Regions from separate parts of the Mus musculus genome. Here region 2 is linked to region 1. Evidence: chromatin contacts called from public Micro-C data. All regions are on one chromosome and are shown on one strand. Each heading gives the region's core, a stretch centred on a gene start, on an enhancer-like site or on the middle of the called end of the contact. The rest is flanking DNA. Distances are from core to core; before and after follow the strand shown. Region 1 overlaps Gramd4 (GRAM domain containing 4). Region 2 overlaps Cerk (ceramide kinase).

Region 1 (3,887 bases), core at 450-2,949:
CTGAAGCTACTCAAACTTACTCACAGAGGTCAAAAGTCAAAAGGCTTCACACGCGAGGCCCAGAAAAGCAACCCTTTCGGAGGAGTGGAGACTTTTCCAGCTGGCCGAGCTGTCTGTGCCGCGCAGGGAGCTCCCAGCGCGGTAGCTTTTGTTCTGAGTCATCACCATGGCTGAGGTGGGCTTTTCAGTGATGTAGATGGCTTTGAGCCTTCTGTAAGGACCCCCCCCCCCCAGTAGATTCACTGGTTCGCTACGCTACGCTAGACCTGTGTGCAATCATTTCTCTGGTTTACTATCCGGGCACTATCGGGGATGGATAGACGTTTGTCCGTGTCTCTTCATATACAACCAAACACAAAAGCTAGCACTGGGTGAGGGTGAGGGACAAGCCAGGTGGGAGTCCCTAATTAACCCTGACTCTGGCTTTAAACAGCTTCCCAGCTGAAGAGCCCATGAGCTACCAAACCAGGTTCCTTCCTTCCAGTCACTTCCAGTTTTCTTAGCTTGGCTCAGCTGATATCAGAGGCCATGCCTGAGACTCTCACGCTGATCGGGCAAGCCCTGAATATGTTCCGACCGGCATTGCCAGCACAGCACTGCTATCAAATATTTTATATCTAAACCAGTACTCACCAGGGAGATGGTTCCTGCCAGCCTGGCAGCCCTCAACCCCTGGGCACCCCTCACTTGTAGCCACTGCTTTAAAACTCAGTCTCAGCCAGGTGGGCGGTGGCTCACGCCTTTAATCCTAGCGCTCAGGAGGCAGAGGGATGTGAATCTCTGAGTTCGAGGCCAGCCTCTGCTACAGAGTGAGTTGCGGGACAGTCGGGGTTTACACAAAGAAACCCTGTCTCAAAACAATAATAACAAAAACTAAACTAAACCAAACCAAAAAACTCTCAAGTCCCATGGACAGGAGAAAAATTTTAAAGCAAGTTGCAAAGCCCTCTGGGTACAACTGAAGCCTACAACACAGGTAATCTGAAAGCCGCATGCTGCAATCAGAGCTGTCTTAAGGCACAGTCTTCAGGGTAGCCCACAGGCAAAGTGGTAGGAAGACAAGTGTTCCTGGGAGTGCTACAGTCTGAGAGGACTTCAAGGGAGGCTCCAGCCAGTCAGTAAAGATAAAGTGTGTGAGTGTGCCACTGCTTGGGGACATTAAAGATCCTACTAGGTGTTCTGGGTGCACCTACTATGTGCCAGGCATGCTGCTTTTTTTTTTTTTTTTTTTTTAATCATCCTTGTTTGAGACAAGATCTCATGCTGGAGCCAAGGCTGGCTTGTAATTCACTATGTACCCAGGTTAGCTCCAAACTAGCAGCCATTCTCCTGCAGCAGCCTCCAGAGTGCCAGGATTGTAGACATGAGTTTTAGGTACACTTGATTTTGGGGCTGAGGTCCAGACAAGTAGAGGGTGATATTGCTGGAGCTGTGAATGCTAGACTCAGGAGGGAGAAGAGTGTCCCTAGCCTGAGGGACAGACAGTGACAGCCCAGGACGACAACTCCACTGAGGTTAAAAAAAAAAGTCAGCTGGTGGATATGCAGGGAAGGCAGTGTGGCCAGTGTCCTCTCAACAGAAAAAAACAGAGAGGAAATGGCAGGGAAATCTTATTAAGAATCATCTCATTTCAAGCACAGTATGGGGTGCCAAGTGACCTGTGACTCAGAGAGGTGACAAGGCGGTGGTCAAGACTCAGGAAATGAGCACAGGTCGTGGAGATGGAAACCAGCAGGCAGCTCTGGGTTCATCTGGGAGGCTCTGCCCAATTGCATGGGGCAGCAGAGGTAGCAGGAACTGGCCACAGGTAATTAGCCCCTCCAGCCTTCAACGATGCCAGCCATGCTCCCCTGAGGATAAGCGACCTGCTTGGCACTTCCCAGGCCACACCTCAGTGAAGCCCATGGACAGCAGCTGGGTTCCAGGCTCCTCATCTCTGTCTCTAGGCGTGACACACACTAAGAAAAAAACCCTGGAACTTTCTACGCTGACTACAGAGGCCTTCCTTTCTTAAGAGATGAAGAAACAGGAATCAGGGAGGAAAGATACGGCCATCACATGGTAGAAGATGGAATCTGGTCTTGCTGCTCTAGTCCTCTTCTGGGGCCCCTGCCAGGATGTGAGCCCGGGAATGAGGCAGGGTGAGTGGAGGAACTGAGGGGCCTGTTTCCAGGCAGTTGTGCTGCTGGTGGTGGTGGCAGTGTGTGTGCATTCGTGTGTGTGTGTGTGTGTGTGTGTGTGTGTGCATGTGCATGTGCACAGACACAACCACAGGGGATCATGGAGAACAGCAGGAAGACAGTCCCTCTAAGATTGAAAAGACCCAGTGACCCAGCGAGCTGACCTCTGAATCCACGTACAAGAGAATGGAATCAGCAGTCGGGGCTGAGGTGTCCACAAACCTCTGCTCAAAGCACCTACGGAAGCACACCTGGCCATCCTTGGGCTGTCCCGTCACAGCGGACCCTGTGGAGAGCTACAGCGATGCAGGTGCCCCTCTTCTCCGTCCTCCTTCTCGTAATTTTTCTAAGTGAGCATGTGCTGTGGGTGCTGGCTGACGTGGAGTGGGGTTGTCATGGACATTATTCAGTAAGTTAATAAATATCTTTAAAGTCTTTTTGCTTTAACTTCTGGTACGAGAGGCAGCCATCGACACAACCCACATAAACACAGCCTGGAATGTCTTCAGCCCCCGAAGGCTGTGAGGGAACCAAGATGGAGGTGGGGACGAAGCAGGAAGGAGTGGGAGGCGGTAGTGGGAGGCGGTAGGGGCGGAAGGCAGACTCGGAGGCCTCCCGGATAGACACCAGGCAACCAGTGGACAGCCTGCCCGTGACCTCTGACCTGCCACTAGGTCTTGGAGGACCGAAGCAGGTCCTACAGGGAGCTATATCTAGGCATAATCTGGAAGAGGAGCCGGGTCAAGAGAGTCTCACTTTAAAGAGAAGGTCAGAGGAGACCCAGAACACCACATGTCACAGAGCCAGCGAGAGTGCCCATCTCCTTTCTGGTCACAGTCAGAAACAGCCTTGATTCATTTCTAAGTTAGTAGGACATCGGGACCTCTAGTCCGCCTCACTAACCTAGCAAGGACCCGAAGGTCAGAGTTGAGGCTGGTGGGTGGCTCCTTATATAAATGTCACAGTAAATGTACTGTCAAGAAGGACACAGCCCAGGATGGCTCGGCAAGTGGTCTCTGTCCACAACACCCACTGACAGGCAGAGTCTGGGAGAAGCTGGTACCCAGGGGCGAGGCAAGGAAAAGGTAGGTGGGTGTTAGCCTAGAGGCCAGCAGGTGGCTTGGGCAAAACCAGATGATGCCAGTGTAGAAACTGAGGGGGTGGAGAGTGTCAGGGGCAGGGTTCCTCCCTGCCCTGACCAGAGGTCACTGTGCATAAGGGCTGCTGGGAAGGCGAGACATAGTTGGGACATCTCAGAGTTCCTCAGAGACCCAACTTTATCCTCATGTCTCTACCTGACAGAGGTCACTACCTCATCACTTCTTGGCCTTTTGGCTAAGATCCAGTGTAGAAGCCACCACCCCATTACAAAGCAACAGAACACAGAGAGCCTCAGCAAGACAGGACAGTGCCCTGCTTTAGTCAGGACTCCAGGCTTCATCACCACAGGCTCGTGGCCCTGTGGACCTTATGCCAGTACTTGTGAGCCTTTGCCCCTCCCCAACACGAAGAGCAACGGTGGAGACCCAGTAGGGCAGGGGGCCCCTCCAGACTTCTTCTGGTCATTGTCAATGTCACACCATCTGCACACAACAGTAGACTGACGTTACACTGACAGCCAGCCCCATACAAGCCCTGTCTCCAAACACATACACGTCCCAGGCCCTATGCACAGCTCCCCTTTCCTGCCTCCCTACACAAGGCCTC
Region 2 (3,887 bases), core at 711-3,210, 90 kb before region 1:
CAACCCCGAGTGCTGGGATCAAAGCTGGATTTAATTGGATTTAATGTCAGGAAATGAATGGTGAAGGGGCAGGGGCATTTAGGTTTAGCTCTGCTGGCTGGAAATGAGTTAAGTCCCCCCAGCCCATGTCACAGGCAGTGGCTCCATCACAGTGAAGAACCTGGCAGGAGAGAGACAGAAGAGCTCTGTGTTTGGGGCAGACACTTCTAACACCTCTGAGCTGAACTCCAAAAATGTGAAAACCGTTTAAAATACAGTCTTGTAAGATGTGCCAGGGCAGGTAAGATGAACCTGCCCTAATGTGTTAACTAAAAGAGCACCCTCCTAGGCAGACAGAGACCAGATCTCGTAGCCGTTTGCTATTCTTTGTAACTGGAGTAGTGTTTTTGAAAACAAAGGCTCTGAGCAGGCGTGCGTGGAAGTGCAGGTGCGAGTGTATGCCTGTGTGCATGCGAGCAATGCATGTGTGCGAAAGCACATGTGCACGTGTAGAGGTCAGAGGTTAACATCAAGCATCTTCCTCGGTCACTCTCCGACTTTATTTTCATTAAAAATTTTTTATATTTATTTTATCCTATGCTCCTGAGTGTTTTGACGGCATGTATGGATATGTACCATGTGTTCCTGGTGCCTGCACAGGCCAGGAAAGGGAGTCAGATCTCCTGGAACTGGAGTTACAGATAGCCATGAGCTGCCATGTGGTTGCTGGAAATTAGACCCAGAGCTCTTAATCACTGAGCCATCTCTCCAGCCCCTTCTCCCACACTTAACTTCCCCTCCCCAACCTCAATTTGCTTTTTGAGGCAGGCTCTCTTTTTCAGACCTGGGACTAGAATGTCTGGCCAATGAACCTCTGGGGTGTCCTGTCTCTACCCACCCACCCCCAAACCCCTGGATCACAAACAAGCCCCACACGAACTGTAACTGACTTTCCAAGTAGGTGCTGGGGATCGAACCTGAGCCCCTATGCTTGTTCAGCAAGCATTTTACCTACTAGTCATCTCCTCAGGCCCCGAGAAGACAGTCTTCCTCACTCGGCTTGTGATTTGTTTTGCAATCCATGCCATTGCTTTGCTGGGCTGACGAGAAGCTGGAATGATGGGGGTGGAGGTGGGGTGACTCATGAGGCAAGGGTGTCTGGAAGGGGTCCCTGGGAGGCACTACCAAAGTTCACTTGGCCTGTACCAGGAAGGTAGGAGGGGGCAGGGGTTACTCTAACCTCTGGATTCTGAAGGAAAAGGGTAGATTTCTCTGGGGGGGGGCAGAAACTCGCTCTGGCTTGAAGGAGAGAGTGACTTCTCAGTGCTCGTGCCACCGGCAAGAAGGTGGCACTTCGAGGTGGACCTCACTCCTCCAACTAGGCCCTCTGGACAAGTATGTAGAATGATTTGAAAAACCATCATCATTCTAGCTTCTCGTCAGCCCAGCAAAGCAATGGCATGGATTGCAAAACAAATCACAAGCCGAGTGAAGAAGACTGTCTTCTCGGGGCCTGAGGAGATGACTAGTTTGCTGGTAGTAAGGAGTCCAGGGTTGGACCCACGATTGGCTAGGTCCTTGTGCAACAGGCTGATGGGGACGCATCCAGAGTCCCAAATGGAGTGGGCAAGGACACCTATGAGTGCTTACCTCGTCCTACACAGTGTTGGGGGCACTGGAGGTTAGAGTGAACTGGCCTCTGTACCCACAACAGGTTGGGGCCCCACTTTGGTGTACTCAGGACAGCAACACCATAAACAGGGCCACCTCTCAGAATGGTGGGGGCACCAGGAGCAGCACTCTGTGTCCCCACATCAGGTGTGTGACTGGCACAGTGAATGGTACTGTGGTCCCTGTGAGGGGACAGGTAGAGACTGCACAATGCGGGTGTGGGCTTGGTCCTTTTGGGCTGTGGGCCACAGCATCTGTCATCTTTTGTGTCTTGGACACTCACTGCTCCTGCCCTAAGGCTGACCCGCAGTCTGACTGTGAGGTCCTGGAAAAGGAAGTTAATATCCTTTGTAGCGATCCAGGACATTTGACTCTGAGTCATAGCCAGCCATTATTTTATTAAAGGGAAGGGGACGTGCCTAATGACTGTCAGCCACTGCTTTTCTGTGATCAGGAACAGGATCTACAAGAGCCTAGGGTAACATCCACCACTCATGGCCGAGGCTGCCTGGCAAGCTGAGTGTAGAAGCATGAGAAAGTTGGCTGCTCTTGGCACATCCCAGCTGCAGCCTAGACAGCACAGGGCACAGCAAGACAGCATACCGTTCTTGGACCAGATGAGCTATGCCTAGCCCTGGCTTTCTTATTTCTTTCCCTTCAAAGCAGAAAGTTCCCTGAAGGGCAGCCTGTTGCCAGTGTCCTCATCACACAGGCTCGGGGCCTGCCTGGTCTGGGAAAAACTGCACTTCTCATCCCGGGTCTCTGTGAACCTTCTAACCTTGCTGGTAGTGTATGAGGACGTGTACCAGAGAAATATAGCATTCTATAGGAAAAGAAAGGGCCCAGAATTCCTGCCTGGCCAGCTGTTTGCCAGGGTCCCCCTCCTGTTCTCAGTTGCTGTGGTTGATGTCATCAAGTGTCCATGTGGCCATCCTGGTGTGTGGGCATCTCCCCGTACGGTCTAGACTGCATATCAGAGAACTTGTTTGAGGGGCATTCCACCCCAAGAGGTCCAGATGCCAGCTCCTTCAATACCTCTGAGTCACACAGTTCTCGCCACTGACCCCTGTGACTGACAGTCTCAGTTTCCTGGCACAAGGCATTGGATGTAGAGGTGGGGGTGTAGAAGATGTAGAGGTGCTGTGCAGGGATGGGGGGCCTGTTGGAAGCACAGCGCCACTGATGATAGCTCAGGTTTCTGATAGGTCATTTTTATCGAGCCGTTCTTCTTTGTCCACAGATCCTCATTCCTTCCCTTCCCTTAGCCCCGCCCAGTCCCTAGCAGGGAGATGCTACAATCTCCTACACCCTACATGACATTCCCATCATAGAGCCCCTCTCTCCTTGCATCCCTGACTCCTTGTCCCTCACTGCTTCTTGGCCTACCCTCTTCCTACTGTTGTTCTCTCCGGAACCACTAGCTCAATCACAAGATCTCCCCAGCCCCTCCCCCCCCCCACGCCAGGCCTGAGTCCCTCCTGACAGCTCATGTGACTTACCCTAGTTCAATGTTTTTCCGCCTCCCAATTCACCCATCCGGTTATGCTTGTGGGGATCTAAACAGTGCTGGTTTTAGAGCTTTTGTTCCCACCAAGGGACAATGCCAGTGTCACATGAGCCGTGGTGTGGCTTGTGTGCAACGGCAGCTGTGGAATGTACTGTGGGCTGCGTGGCTGTGTGGGGTCCCTGGTGCAGCATGGCCTTTGGGGTCTGGCCAGCAGAGCATGTGACATCAGGGACATTAGGACACTGTTCTCTCCTTTCTTGGTCTGAGACTCCCTCTGAATATGTAAGATGAAGCATGATTCGTGGGCACACTTTTAAGAGAGTTGTCCAACCGTCACTAGCACACTTTAGTTATTTTGTGATGTAACACGGTTGCCTCTTAGTCTTCTGAACATCAGATGCTTATCTCACTCCACGACTGTGCTTAGCAGCTGTGACTTCTGTCACCTGATTCTTAGGGACAGTCACAGTTATGAATAAGAGGCACTGGGAAATGCTTGAAGTCTGCCCTCAGTGGTCCTAGACTCAAAGCACAGGGGGCTTTATCAGAGGGTCACTGCCTCAGGTTTGTTCTGAGGACCTGATGTGAGCTTGGCAGGTGAGCCATAACAGCACAGAGATGTGCCTCTGTCACCTCCTGGTGTTGCAGGAAGGAGGCAGTCAGAGGTCGGGTGGGTACAGGGAGTGGGTGCAGGGTCACAAGCAGGGCAGGATTTGGAGGCGGCTCCATG

What was found. A called contact is a pair of places that touch in the nucleus more often than the background predicts.
Region 2: a contact with region 1 is called in a Micro-C map of the HL-1 cell line, with 2.4 times the contacts expected there. The contact joins two enhancer-like sites. A contact is called at or near these places in 2 of 484 Hi-C or Micro-C datasets (the HL-1 cell line and spermatogonial stem cells), 1 of 115 datasets of contacts at active chromatin or transcription factors (pancreatic cancer cells) and 3 of 9 other capture datasets (adipose tissue, liver and pancreatic islet).

Annotation. Positions count from the first base shown.
Region 1 is chr15:86,077,898-86,081,784 of GRCm38.p6, reverse strand. All of the region lies in intron 1 of Gramd4 (GRAM domain containing 4), which reads right to left. Among named protein-coding and RNA genes, the nearest start is that of Gm15722, 11 kb to the left of the region's middle. Within about 2 kb of position 1,699, at least 67 of the 459 cell types and tissues checked have an H3K27ac peak or open chromatin away from gene starts, as enhancers often do. A contact at or near this core is called in the HL-1 cell line, adipose tissue and pancreatic cancer cells, where this site is marked.
Region 2 is chr15:86,168,029-86,171,915 of GRCm38.p6, reverse strand. The region is part of intron 1 of Cerk (ceramide kinase); the gene reads left to right. Among named protein-coding and RNA genes, the nearest start is that of Gm15569, 16 kb to the left of the region's middle. Within about 2 kb of position 1,960, at least 151 of the 459 cell types and tissues checked have an H3K27ac peak or open chromatin away from gene starts, as enhancers often do. A contact at or near this core is called in the HL-1 cell line, adipose tissue and pancreatic cancer cells, where this site is marked.